4 separate regions of the Mus musculus genome follow, and all the other regions are linked to region 3. Evidence: chromatin contacts called from public Hi-C, HiCAR-type and promoter capture Hi-C data. All regions are on one chromosome and are shown on one strand. The core of a region is the stretch at or near the end of the contact, and the rest is flanking DNA. Distances in the headings are between cores, read along the strand shown.

What was found. Hi-C and Micro-C count contacts between places; a contact is called where the count stands out from the background. HiCAR-type assays count read pairs that join an accessible place to other places. Capture Hi-C pulls out chosen DNA fragments and counts their contacts.
Region 1: a promoter capture Hi-C map of liver shows a contact between it and region 3. The contact joins the promoter of Hs1bp3 here to the promoter of Wdr35 in region 3. A contact is called at or near these places in 1 of 484 Hi-C or Micro-C datasets (CD4 T cells), 5 of 115 datasets of contacts at active chromatin or transcription factors (bone marrow-derived macrophages, embryonic basal ganglia, forebrain and 2 more) and 1 of 9 other capture datasets (liver).
Region 2: a contact with region 3 is called in a Hi-C map of regulatory T cells, with 3 times the contacts expected there. The contact joins the promoter of Ldah here to the promoter of Wdr35 in region 3. A contact is called at or near these places in 3 of 39 promoter capture datasets (the HPC-7 cell line, hippocampal neurons and pre-B cells) and 3 of 484 Hi-C or Micro-C datasets (CD4 T cells, Th1 cells and regulatory T cells).
Region 4: a HiCAR-type map of astrocytes shows a contact between it and region 3, with 2.3 times the contacts expected there. The contact joins the enhancer-like site here to the promoter of Wdr35 in region 3. A contact is called at or near these places in 1 of 39 promoter capture datasets (cranial neural crest), 6 of 115 datasets of contacts at active chromatin or transcription factors (astrocytes, embryonic basal ganglia, forebrain and 3 more) and 2 of 9 other capture datasets (liver and pancreatic islet).

What each region holds. Positions count from the first base shown.
Region 1 is chr12:8,312,051-8,315,618 of GRCm38.p6, reverse strand. It overlaps Hs1bp3 (HCLS1 binding protein 3), which reads right to left and starts at 2,186. Exons shown (of 7, transcript NM_021429.3): 1 at 2,122-2,186. The coding sequence starts at 2,153.
Region 2 is chr12:8,206,298-8,209,603 of GRCm38.p6, reverse strand. Ldah (lipid droplet associated hydrolase) reads right to left here and starts at 1,478. Exons shown (of 7, transcript NM_001364261.1): 1 at 1,400-1,478. Gm33037 (a long non-coding RNA gene) reads left to right here and starts at 1,471. Exons shown (of 4, transcript XR_381233.4): 1 at 1,471-1,576.
Region 3 is chr12:8,972,108-8,975,684 of GRCm38.p6, reverse strand. Wdr35 (WD repeat domain 35) reads right to left here and starts at 1,684. Exons shown (of 27, transcript NM_001159527.1): 1 at 1,506-1,684; 2 at 634-751. The coding sequence starts at 1,529.
Region 4 is chr12:8,333,103-8,336,514 of GRCm38.p6, reverse strand. It overlaps Hs1bp3 (HCLS1 binding protein 3), which reads right to left. Exons shown (of 7, transcript NM_021429.3): 5 at 120-277. Among named protein-coding and RNA genes, the nearest start is that of Hs1bp3, 21 kb to the right of the region's middle. Within about 2 kb of position 2,089, at least 54 of the 459 cell types and tissues checked have an H3K27ac peak or open chromatin away from gene starts, as enhancers often do. A contact at or near this core is called in astrocytes, forebrain, liver and 1 more, where this site is marked.

The DNA.
Region 1 (3,568 bases), core at 937-3,436, 660 kb after region 3:
GCTACAGATCTCTTATGCATCCTTTATCCTCAAGGCTCAGCCTGATCTGGCTCACACTGCCCTCCAATGACCTCACCCAGACTCAAGGCCTTCCATAGCATCCAGAGCCAAGGGTGGCCCAATTCCTACCCGTGGTCCAGACTCTTCCCTCCAAACCATCCCGCCTCTTACTTACCTAGAATCTCCATTTGACCGTCAATCATGCTTTAAAACAAACCCATCTGAACAAATGCTGATTCCCCGGTTCTACCCGCTCCCTATCCCAGGAAGCAGTGCGCTCAGGACAGTATAGCCCTTCAGCTGACAGCCAACCTTACCATCCTGCAGACCCCAAAGTTCATCATTCAGAATACACAGAGAACCTAAACAGGCTGCAGCCCCTCCTCCCACCCCTCCGTGCAGCCACTCCGGCCGGTGCCTGAAGGACATGGGTGCAGCAGCCACGGGTTCTCTGTCCCCTTGCTCCCATGGCCAGGCTGCCTATGTTTCCCACCGCACTCAGAATGAAACCTCATGGCCTTTCTCCATTGCAGGCCACCTCACTCTCTCCACGCTCCCTCCACATCAGCACACGGCCTTTGGATTTTCTGTCTTTCCTGCTGAGCACACACTGCAAGCTCTCCTTCCTATAGTCCTTTCCACTGTGAGACTTCTCAAGAGCTTGTTCGCCTGCCATCTCTCCGAAAGATATCCCTTGACCACATCGTATAAAACTCATGTCTGTCACCTGACCTCCCTCCCCATCATTCAGCTTCCTTCTCAGCATTTACTACCCTCGACATAGCTTACGTTTTCTCGCTGCCCACCCATTCCCTCCAAAGCCTCACTACTGTATCCTAGAACCTGGACCGGTGTCTAGCATCGAAGGGATCCCGAGAAAACACCTGCTGGATGGATACTGCATGAAGCCCAGAGATGCCGCGCAGGAGGAGGCTGGAAACTCCAGCTGATCTTGGGTGCAGGGCCACTTCAATGCTTACTTAGGTGGCTGTGCTCCTCAAAGGCAAGCTCCTTGGGTCTGCTGTGACTATCAGAATGGTGGACAGGGCACGACTCGTCCACCCTCACCATCAGCAGCACACTATGCCTGCTAACACTCGGGGGCATGCTAGCACCAAGGGAAGCCACCACTACCCTTTCTAGGCACCAGCACCAAACTCACAGTCACAGTCTGGTGGCCCACAGGGACATTTACTGCTCCTGTCCTCCTATCTCTCTAGATGGAACCTTTCTCTACAGGAAGGGAAACTGAGGCTCTGTGAAAGGGAACGACTCACAGGGTCATAGGAACATCTCTTTTAATGGGGATGTGGCCTGCGGCCTCACCACACCAAGGAGAGCAAGCAGCTTTCAAGATCAGGGCTTACGTCCGGAACCATACTTTTCTAACCAGGGAGCTGGGAATACAAATGAACTTGTGTTGGGTAAAGCACCCGTTTGCCCATCTTGGCTAGAGTTTGTATTCGGGGAATAAAGGCAGAGTATACGATTATCCTTAAAGTTCATCATTTCAGAGTTACTTAAAAATCGAGGAAGGAGTAGGACATCCACCCTGCCCACAAGCCTTTCCAAGCCTCACCCTAGCTGTGAGTATGGCCCTGGGTGGATGCGCACTGCTCTGACCCCTTTGAGGAAGCTCCTGCGCTCTCTCCAGCAATAACTGCCAGGGTCTTAGTTCTGCGTAGTTGGGGTTCAACAGCAGCAGTGTGCTGCCCTGCCAACTGAACTTAACACGCCCCCTCCCGCAGCACCAGTCATTTTGGTGCGGGTATCACCTCCAGGGACACCTTGTTTTATTCACCTCGTCCCTGGTGCTTAGCATCGAGCTATTCACACAGCTAGCGCAGAAATGTTTGGGGGACCGGAAGAAATGCCCCCCTCCCCCCATACGCAGGGACAGGAAGCTGGGCCCTGTCCCAGCCAGCGCTATCTCGCCAATCCCAGGCTTTTCTGGAGACGTGGGTGAGTGCTTGGATCCTTTAGGGGGCCTCAGTTTCCTTGTCTGTAAAACGGGGACTCTAGACGGCGCGCCAGCACGCCAGCAGGATAGTGTGCGGTGCAGCGGGATAAACCGTCAGCTGCTGGGACGTCTGGATCATGCATGTTGGGGGTCTGGCTCACCTGGAGGTGCGGAGCACCGCCGGGGACTGCATGTCGGCTGCGGGCGGGCGGACGGTCACGGGATCTGGCGTCCTGGGCGTCGCTGCGTCCCCGCCCCGCCCCGCTCCGGCGCAGCGCCGTCTCCTCAGCCCTTGCCCGCCCCCTGGTGGCAGCGGATGTGCACATCGCAGTGTCTGTGGCCTCGGAGTAGAGAGGTCATCCCTGCTGCTCATCCCTCCCTAGGTCCCCCATAGCCACCTCTTAAGCCTGGCACCTCATGCCATTTAATCCTAGTACTGACTTAACCTCTAATGGTACAGGAATCCAGCCGCTAGTTTTCAGGCTTCTCTCCAGGCTAGCTACAAAAGCACTCTTTTCTCTCCCTGGGGTCATTTCCACTTATGCAGTCAATCACTCAGTCAACAGGAGTCTTCCCCTTTGGGACTCTGTCCCTTCAGGCTTGTGGGCTGTCATTGAAAACAACCCTCTCTTTCGGGCTCTTCTCCTAAGGTTTCCTGTCCATCTCTTCTTTCTGTCTCTGACTCTGTCTCTCCCTCTCTGTCTCTCTCTCCCTCTCTCTCCCTCTCTGTCCCTCTCTCCCTCCCTTCAAAGGTACTCTTGGCCTTGGCCTGGCTTGCTTTGCATTGAGGAGGAGGTCTTGGACATTTTACTCTGTATGTCTCTGACTGAGTGGACCACCTGGGAATGGGCTCAACTCTCTACCCCAGGAGAATGAGAGAGACCATACCTGCTGTTTCCTGTCTTCTGCCCGTGGCTCAGGAGACTGAAACCAGGGCCAGGTGACAGGTACAAACTGCTGTCTGTCCTTTGCTCTCTCCAGTGATAAGTAGCTGCAGATGCTGGGCCACACCAAAAGCACCTAAGGGACATATTATGTTCCCGTTTTAGTGTGTGTGTGTGCATGGAGAGTGTATAGAGGTCGAAAGACAGCTCTGTGGAGTTGATTCTCTCCTTCCACATTTCCATGGCTTGTAGGGATTGGAATCTGGAGGTCAGGTTTGCAAGAAATTATTTTAACTTGAGTCATCTTGCAGGCTCCATGCCATGCTCTCTAGGTAGCATCTCAGCACACTCAAACCATTATCCTCTGCTTCAGTGATGTAATCCCACAGTCAATTTTAAAAGTTTGAAAATGACTTCAAACTTTGCCTCTTGAAACATATACACTCATGCACCCTGTTGGCGGCGTTTTGGATTTGTCTAGAGAAAAGGTGACAATAATAGGTGTTTTAAATGTTAAACTTATAATTATTACTACCATTTACTACTCTCTCTCTCCCTCTCCCCCCACCCCGTGTGTGTGCGTGTATGTGTGTATGTTCATGTGTGTGTGTATGTATGTGTGCATGTGTGTGTGTGCACGAGTGTGTGTATGTGTGCATGTGTGTGTGTGCACATGTGTGTATGTATGTATGCATGTGTGTGCGCGTGTGTGTGCATGTGTGTG
Region 2 (3,306 bases), core at 229-2,728, 770 kb after region 3:
AAAACTTAATACCTGAAGATATGTTATATTCTCACAGATTGTGTGGGTTAGAAATTTATAGAGTACAGCACAGGCAGTTTTGGAACAATCCAAAGTAGAGTTAGCTAAGAAAAACTCAACAGCTGGCTTTGACTTGTTCACTGGGACAGGGGTCATCTGGAAGTACCTTTATTGATAAGCTTAACAATGAATGCTCTAAAACAAAAATAGGTTGAACACATAATCTTATATTTAATTCATATTTAATCTTTTCACATGGCCAATTTTAATAGGTTCTTGCAGTGCATGTAGGCTGCCTCCTGAGGTTGAGAACAAAGTTGCCTCACCTCTTAGGACCTCACCTCACTAGTCACATAGCATTAGCTCACAACACACTGATAAGCATATTGACCCTTTATGACACAGGCATACAATACAACGTTTCAGAAAAAGTGACCTGATATTTTGCCCATGATGATCTTAAAAGTCTCTCCTACTAACATTCCAACTTCTTCATCAAAGTAGTTTAGAAAAATGTTGAAGGCACCTGGAATGTAATAGTTTCCCAAAGTAAGAAAGAGCTTGATTAAAATATTCTTCTAAGAAGACAGCAAAGCCCAGAAAAATGTAAGAGCACACTAAAGGTCAGAAGCTACCATAAATATTATATAAGAAACAAGAGCAAGGAATTTAAAAGTAATAATTGAAAGAACAAAACTTATGGGGTGGATTATCAGCAGAGTAGTATCAACAAAGAACGAGATGAGAGAACGTGGATAGATCCACAAAATTTACAAACCTGAATTGGTGGGAAACAGTCTAAAAACTCAGCAGTAGCCCCGGGACTTGTACTACAATGACAAATGACCTAAAATTCATGCAACTAGAGTTTCAGAGAAGGCAATGTGGGGCTAAAACACACGTTTTAAGAAAGAGTATCTGGAAACTTCTCAAAATTGGGAAGGGCATAAATCTACAGATTCAAGAAGCTGAGCTTCTCAAGCTGGGGAAATGTATACTATACTATTAGAAGCCATGCATTTTGTAAAACTAAAATAAAAAAAAAAGTTAAAAGCAGTGAAACAACACATCATATGCAAGGGTAAAGGTAATTTTAATGTCAGCAGATTTCTCAGGAGAATCCACGAGGGACAGTGTCGACCACAGATGCCTGGGGAGCCCCAGCGCAGACTTGGATTTATTTCTAGAAGGCTGGCTGCCAGCGCATTGGCTTATCCTTACCCAGGGAGCCTCTGGCGACCTGGCCACAGGTCGGGCGAGTGTAGTGCCATCGCGTACCGCACGGCCTAGCGGCTGTGCACGCGGGGTGATGGCAGCTCAGTTATCCTAGCACCACCCCATGCGCAGCCCACGTGCCCTTCCTCAGACAAACCACACAGTACTGGCAGCATCACCTCACCTGCCCACTCACAAGGTATTGGGGTCGTCCGCCGACGTCTCGGCAAAGCCTCACCAGACCCGGAAGTTCCGCCTGTACTGACGTCACAGCGCCGCGCCGCGCCGGTCCCGGAAGTCGGGACCCGTAGAACGCTTTGCAAGGATCTCCCGTGTGAGAGTTTGGGTGGCAGCTTGATGGGTAGGTGGTTTATAGTCAGCGAGATTGCTGGGAGCAGCACATAGAGCGTTTCTAGCATACCACCTGAATTTTACCCGCTCTCTGTTCTTTGTCGTTTTGGTAAACGAGTTTTTCCTCTCTTTGGAGGTTCTTTCATTCCCCCCCCCCCCCCCATCTGCCCACTTTTCCTTTCTTCCACCACCAGTTGCTTTTCATTCCTGACTCATGATCACAGGAAAGTTGACTCTCAGCTGACCTTAGTGCTAGTATTCAACTTCATATAGTATTCAGTTTCATATTCAGGATAATGCGACCTTCCAGAGCTATTTCCAGCTTACTACAAACTTCAAGATAGTATCCTCAACACTTGGTACAATTGTAGGCAATCAGTGTATTTCTGTCCCCCAAAATACTGTCGCCAATATGGCAGTATTATAGCCAGAAGAAGCATGGAACTTAGAAAGAAAGAAAAAAAAAACCCATAGTAATTATCACACATGGAAAAGCTTTGCGCTTGTATCCAGCACCTCGGTGATAGTACCAACATCACTTATATTTTAACTTAAAAATCTTTTTGTATATTAGTAGCCTGGAGCCTATGGACGCTGGAAGAGGGCACTGGGTTCCCTGGGACCTGAACCACATAAGCCTATGGGTCACCATGTGGGTGCTGAGAATCAATCCTAAATCCTGTGGAAAAGGAGTTAGTGCTCATAACTACTGAACCAACATCCAACTAGCTGTGGAATGTAAACCGATAAATATCTTCATAACCCTTTTTTATCACTTCTACTTTCCACATCCAATAGGTAACATTTAATGAATATAGAAAAAGATATTCATTGTGTTAAGAGTTTTTCATGAACTAATTTTTAAACCCTTAGCATTTCAGTGTGGTCAGTATTAACAAGTGATCACTAGAGTTTGGAGATATAAATACATAAAAGTAAATGATTATGTTACGGTGACCATAGGATATGTACCAAGTGGTGTCAGTTTTATGTGTGTAAATTTCCTGCCAGTAATGCTGTTAAAGGACTACTGACATATCAAGGGCGTCTTTCTGGGTATCTGTTCCATCCTTCTTTCATCCATAGACTACATGACAGAATGCATTGGTGCAGGATTTCTTTTAATTCTTGGATATGCATCTACGATGTAGCATCTAGGTGATTTATGTTTCTGATTTCACTGAACCTGTGCCAGAAATAACTGAAGCAATTCAGACTTTATAGTTGGCCAGAGATTATTTCTGTTAACTGCAGTGTAAAATGAGGTGCGAAGAAACTGACTTTCCCACAGTTAGTTAGGAGAGCTAGGCTCAGGTTACTTGCAGCAGTTTCTGTATTCTTCATGTTTTCTCTGGGCCATCTACTTTTGGAATATACATGTTCTTACTAAGTTGTCATATTTTTGCACACAATGTTCACTTTGCTACATGGCAGACTATGACTGTTGTAGCTTATATAAGTAGCTGAATAGGATGCTCTCTGGAGGCAGAGGCTGGAAGATTTCTGCATTCAAAGTCAGCCAGGTCTACAGAGTGAGTTCTAAGGCAGCCAAGCTTAGGCAGTGAAGGAAACCATTAACGACAGAAATCTGGTGAAGATGGCTTTGAATAAGGGGCCTGGGAAGTGGAATATAGTTTGAAAGAAAATGGCTCCTATAGGTTCATAGGGAATGACAACATCAGGAAGTGTGGCCTTTTCAGAGTAGGTAGGGTTTAGTTGGAGGAAGTTCATTTCTACAGG
Region 3 (3,577 bases), core at 435-2,934:
AAAAAAAAAAACAAAAACAAAAACAAAAACAAAAAAACACTTTACCAGTAACTGCTGGATCTGAAAGGCAATAAATAAGGCATCTCCTCGGGAGATGGCTGAGTCAGTAAAGAGTTTGCTGTGCAAGTGTGAGGGCCTGACCTCAGAGCCCCAAAACTCATACCTAACACAGGGATCAGATCACGCTCCTGTAATCTCAGAGAGGACACAGGAGGCAGACACAGATGGAAGTTTTCAGGCCAACTAGCCTGTCCTACATGGCAACTTCTCAGGCCTGTCTCAGAAGACTCTGCCTCAGAAACAGTGACAGGAGGGGCTTGAGAGATGGGTCTGTGGTTAAGAACACGTGTTGTTCTTGAAGAGAACCAGTGGTCAGTTCTCGGCACCTACAAACCATCTGTAACTAGTTACAAAGGAAAAGATCCCATGCCCTCTTCTGGCCCCCACAGGCACTACATGCATGTGACACCATAAAATACGTTCAGGCAAAACACCCATACCATAAGAATAAACCCCTTTAAAAAAATTAAAACTTCATAATGACAAATACCATAAGTAGGTCTCACTAGCCACTAGCCACTAGCCACTGCTTTCTACCAGTTTCACACATCTGTACTGGTGATGATCACTTACCTGTCTGTGTCTCGAGTCTTAAAACTTTCAGTAATCCATCCTCACCGCCACATGCTATGAACCCTTGGTCCTTGTTCCAGGATATACATTTCAGCTTCACATTATTGGGAACAGCAATCTGTAAACACGAATCACAGTGATGCTAGCTTTTCACGAAGGAGTTGGAGGATCTCCATCCAGGAGATATAGACAGGCAAACATCTTCCAAGAAGAAACCTGCCCGAACTTGTCGTAGCCCATGTTACCAATCCCAGCACTGAGGCAGAAGGGTGGAAAGTTGGAAGCTGGCCTGGGCTACACAGCAATATCCTGTCTCAAAAAAGAGCATGAAAAAGGGAGAGAGAAACAATAACGCCCTGCAGCAAAATGAACTATTATGAAAATGGCTGTGGTCTTCTTAAATGTTCTGAGCCCTAGCATTCTGTAAAGAAGTGCACATAAAGGAAGGTGATTGCCAAGGAAGCGGGCGGGAACGGGGTGGGGGTGTCTGAACTGAGGCGGGAACTGAGACATAAATTCGTATCGCTGCTGCTCTTACTTCCTTTCCCACACCACACTTATATTTCTCTCTTAGGGCAGACTGTCATAATCTACCTTCTGGATCAACAAGTAGCAGAGGAAAGACCACCAGCGCTTGGTGATCACTTTTTATCACTGAAAAGAAACTTGGCATGACTGGAATGTGGAAGAATCCTGAGAAAGAGCTGCTGGCTCTGCCAAGGACTACCGGAGCACAGAGACCTGTGAGAGGAGATAGGTGACAGGAAGATGGAGAAGCTGCCTGGCAGCCGCCTGCAGTCCCGGGAGAATGCGGGCACCGGCGGGCTACAGGAATGGAGGCGGCGCGACGGCGGTCCCCAGGAGAAACTCACTTTCTTGCTCAGGTAGAAGAACATCGTGGGAACTCGGAGAAGACGACCCACAGCGGTCAAGGCACGCTAATATATAACGGGTTCTACACCTCCATTTGCGAGCACTGGTGGATCGGAGAAGCTCCCGTCGCCTGGCAACCACCGCCGCCCAGTCGCATCCGGGGCGCTTAGAGAACTTCCGGCGTGGCCTCCCGCCCCGTGTTGGTCGTCGTGCGCCTGCGCGGGCGATGGGGCGGCTGTGTAATTGGTGTGGGGTGAAGTTGATCAGTTCTTCAATGCCTTGGCTTCGAGCCTTTCTGCTCTCAGTTTAGCGATCTGCCATGCGTATCTCTCCCAGCGCCGTCCCTTCATCCCCGCCGCTGTGTTACAACATCACGCTAATAGTCGTGCGTCAGGAGTCAGTATAAGCTAAAGGGAGCCCCTTCCAAAAAAGGTCTCAGGAGTTCTGTGTTTTCTCTCTAACCGCTCCACCCGACCCCGACCAATATTCTTGAAAAGAACGTCAGTTGTTGCATTTGGTAGGCTGGCACCATCGGACAAATAAAAAATGGCAGTGCAGATGTGCATTTTGAGGACTGCCTTCTTTGAGAGAACTACAGAGCCCTCTGAAGCAATTTAGGAGTGGGCACTATTATTTTGCGTTGGATTAGGGTTCTTATGGCTGCGACAAAACACCATGACCAAAAAGCAAGGTGAGGAGCTTGAAAGGGTTTAGTTGGCTTACACGTCCATACTGCTGTTCATAATCTAAGAAAGTCAGCAGGAACTCAAACAGGGCAGTAGAAACCTGGAGGCAGGAACAGATGCAAAGGCCATAGAGAGTTTTCTTATAGAACCCAGAACCACCAGCCCAGGGATGGCCCTCCCCAATCAATAACTAGTTTTTTAAAATGCCGTACAGCATTTCAGATAACTCTAGTTTGTGCATCAAGCTGACATAGGACTAGCCAACACAGAATCCTTAAAACACCTTAAAAATTATGTCAAGGGTCCTTGTAATGGGAGTAATATGACCTTTGGGTCATTAAAGCTACAACTACATTGTGGCGTACCCTCCCGTTTCAAAATATGTGAGGTGTTAGAGCTTTTCTATCCAGAGAGTGATTTTTCTATATTTCTCTTAACTTTTTGTACATCTTCCCTCGTGTGTGCATGTATGTGGAAGCACATGTGCAGACCAGAGACCTACATCATGTACCTTCTTCAATAACTTGCCATCTCATTTTCTGAGGCAGGATATCTCCGTAACCTTGGAACTTACAGTGTGGGCGAGACTGCCCCGCCAATGACCTCCAGCATCGCTTGATCCCCTCTCAACACGGGGGTTACAGGTGCAGCACAGCTAACCAGGCTTCTAGGAGTGCTGGGGATCCAAACACTTGTCCTCATGTTTGCAGCAAGCACTTCACCCACTGAGCCATTTTCCCATGTCCCCATTGTCCTTTGGGGTATCCTGATGTTAACAAAGTTCCCAAATCTAGACATTCAGGTGGATCCAGTCCTGTGGAGGTATTTGGTCTCACCCATTTTTGTGTTATTTTTGGTTTTCCTTTTTAACATAATCTGCAACTATCAATATTGGCTCATATATCCTAGTGTGCACTTCATACAGAAGTGTTAAGTTCCCCACTTGAGTCTTCCCTACCACAAGCACACAACCTTTGAACCCTTTGACTTCAGGCAATTGTCTCACCACATCTAGAAGTTAAGGGTCCAAGTGTTTTTTATTTCAGTGTGGATGTTCCTCAAAATCAAACAACAACTAAAACCTAAAGATAGATCTACCATATTATCCAACCATGTCACTATCAGGTACATACCCAAAGAATCGGAAGCAACATAAAATAGAGATGCCTGTACCCCTGTGTTTAACACCACACCATTTACAATAGCCAAGTGGCACAGTCCATTCATAAATTTAAAAAGTGGCATGTGGGGCTGGAGAGAGAATGTTCAGTGGTTATGAGCACTGACTGTTCTTCCAGAGGTGAGGGTTCAATACCCAGCAACCACATGGCACCTCACAACTGTCTGTAACTACAATTCCAGACATACATGTAGGTTGTGTGAGG
Region 4 (3,412 bases), core at 840-3,339, 640 kb after region 3:
AGTCTCTATATTCCTAATCTGTATTCTATCTAAACAGGACAAGGATGAGACCCACTTTCTCAGGGACATAGACATTCACCAAGCTCTAAGCCAGTACCAGGAACAACACTAGTACTTACAGTCCTGTGTGGTCTCCAGGGGTCTCCGGGTCTCAGACACCTTCTTGTCTGAGCTGAAGAGCCCCGCGTCAGGGTCTACCTCCTCATCAAAGATGGTGAGCCGAGGTGCAGGCTTGGGCCTCACGGCCACTTCTGGGCGTTTCTTGGGCTTCTTGGAGCTGGAGATAAAACACAAGGTAAGGATTCTCATGAGTATACTGGGGGCCTACTGGTCATTTCCAGGTCCCCAGCTCAGCTGGGCCTTCTGGATGCCAAGGAACATAGAAGAAGTTCAACGGAGGACCATAGGAAGGTCAGGGGTAGCCCAACCAGAGCCATCTTGGCATGTGAAGCAACCTTAGTAGTCGTCAAATCTTCAGCTGACAGGTCCTCCTGACCCAAGGGGGTCAAGCAGGCAAGAGCAGGGAGAAGGGAGGAGGCAGGGTTGGCCATGTGCTAGGAATGAGCTTTGTTATCATCTGACATAGAGCAAAGAGACCCCCACACCCGCTACTGAAGTGATGAGCCCCCACTACTGTGCTCAGGTGTGATGGGGACTGGGAAAGGCAGGAGAAGCAAGGAGCTATCAGGACTACAGACTGATGGCCAGACAGCTGCTAACCTTCTTGAGTATCATGCCACCACATGTCCATGGGCCCGACAACATGCTTTTCTTCTGAAGGTGACTGGTGGTTTCAATACGCTTGACCCAGGGAGCCTTGTTGGTGTGGCTTTGTTGGAGGAAGTGTGTCACTGTAGGGGTGGCTTTGAGGCCCTCCTCCTAGCTGCCCAGAAGACAGCAGTTTTTTCCTGTTTGCCTTTGGAACAAGATGTAGAACTCTCAACTCTTCCACCACCATGCCTGCCTGGATGCTGCCATGCTTCCCACTATGATGATAATGGACTGAGCCTCTGAACCTGTAAGCCAGTCCCAATTAAATGTTGTCCATTATGAGAGCTGCCTTAGTCATGGTGTCTCTTCATAGCAATGGAAAGAAACCCTAACTAAGACAGTGGAGCTACCTAACAGAGACCTTGGGGTCAGAAGCCTGCACCCCACAGCCACTTAGACATGGGGTTGATGTAATCTGGGGCTCAAAGTTCAAGGGATAGGGTCCAGGAGAGCAGGAGGATGCCTATGTTAGTGACTTCTCTTTTGTCTGGTACAAAACAATGAACAACAACAACAACAATAACAAAACAACTTCAAGAAGGCAGGGATTGCATAGGTTCACGGTTTGTCTACCATGGCGGCCCCCCCAGGGTGGGGGTTAATGTTGGTGCTTGGTTTGCTTTACCCCTTTATTAAGTCCAGGACACCAGACCATACCCTGGTGCTGCCCATATTTAGGGAGGGGTTTCCAACCTCAATTAGTCCAATCCAAAAACCCTTCACAGATACGCTCAGAGGCTAGCTTTCTAGTTAATCCTTGATCCTGTTAGACGGGCAATATTAACCATCACAAAGCCTAAGCCCTGCTTTGCCGGACATTGAACATCAGTCTTCTCTAAGTAGTATACCTGCTGCCCTTCTAAGCAACAATGTGGTTCCCCCTGGGTAGGGTAGCCCTTCTGAAGTTCCTCTGGAGTCAGGTGGGCTTGGCTCTGCCACACCTGTTCCCTGACTGAAGAGCTCCTGCCCTGAGATGCTTGTGGTGGGAAACTGGGGGTCACCAGAGAGGTTTCTTGGGGTGTGCCACAGTTTTATTTCTTGATCCAGGTGGATAGGCAAGCTTCATGTTTGCTGGATCACATGATCTGGGCTGCCTTTGTGACACTGTCTCCAGATCACAAACTTGGTTTTATTTTAACAAGCTGACCTCAAGCTCTGGGGCTGCCACCCACGTTAGGCATTTTAAGATTCCTATAAACGGCAAAAGTTTTTTGTTTTGTTTTGTTTTTCCTTTTTACTGGAACCCAGGATTGCATTCTCCCAAGCGCCTGGCAGCCGGTTCCACTGGGCTGAGGTCACCTCTGAGCTCATGTTGGCAACACAGTGGCAAACTGCACAGAGGCTGGCCATTGCCAAAAGCTGTAACACAGACTATCCAGTCTCAGATAAAAATACCAGGTCCCTGGGTGCTGCAAGGCCAGGGACTCTGAGGTGACTATTCCTGCAGAACCACCCCCCTCCCACCCCAGTTCAGAGGCATAGCGTGTCTGGTGGAGATCGCCTAGCAGGCTGGACATTTTGGGCCTGGGAGTAGGGTAGTAACTAATTATGATCATACTAGGACAATACTTATGACTTTGCTTGTTACTCTCAATATCCCATGAACAGAATTGTCTGTGTTGTCCACTGGGGTGAAAGTGGCACAGTTCAACAGTGATGGCATCTGTGTCCCTACTGCAGTATGTGCACGTCAACAGGGGCCACCATGGTGAAGTGCCAACAGAGCTCTGGCCTGCCTGTGGTGCTGGGGGTGGGTGAAGGATCGCTAGCTCGCTAGCTCGCACCCTTCAGAAAGCCTCGGCTCTAGCTCCTCTCAGATCCTGCAGGGTGGACTCAGCTGCTCCTTGTGGGAGGGCGCCCCTGTAGTTTTATCTATCAGGCAGAATCAACAGTCCTGGTGACTAACAGAGGCCATGGCCCTAGCAAGGGTGACCAGAGTCTGGACTCCCTGTGTCAATATGCCTAGAAGGCCCTGGATGGAAGCTGTGAGCACGGCTCTGTGGAATGTGACCATCGACTGGGGTTGGGGGGCCCTTAGACCAGCCCTATGAGAACTGTAGGCTCTGTTTCATCACCAATATGTCCGTCTCTTGATCACCTATCATAATGTCCTTTGCTTGGCCCCTGGCCCTGGATCCAGTGGGCACAGCAGCAGTGACTGGCAGAGAACCCCATTTACACCTGTATCGGCAGTGCCTGGCCAGTCACTTCAGGGCTTGAGGCTGATCCTCAGCCATTCTGGTAGCTTTGCCCTCCACTCAGAAACCACTTTCTTTGGGGACCCAATGCGCATGCTACCCACTTAAAAGGCCCAGAGGGCAGGGGAGCAAAGCCGCCTACGGATCAAGAACAGCAGGAAGCACAGTGCGTGAGAGAACAGGCGGGAAGCCAGGTGAGGGAGGTTCCAACCACTTCCCCAGTTCTGCTCAGTCCGTCCAGGACAGACACAGATAAGGCTAGACCATCCGTCTGTCCTCCTGAACGGACACAGATAAGGCTAGACCGTTCTGGGCGAGCTTCCCTCACAAGCTTGACACGCATCTTTGTCCTCCTTGGTGACATCTGTGATTTCTGCTGCACTGAACTGAAGCAGATGCTCAGCACAACAGTGTTCAGTCAGCACTGACTACCCTGCCCCAGC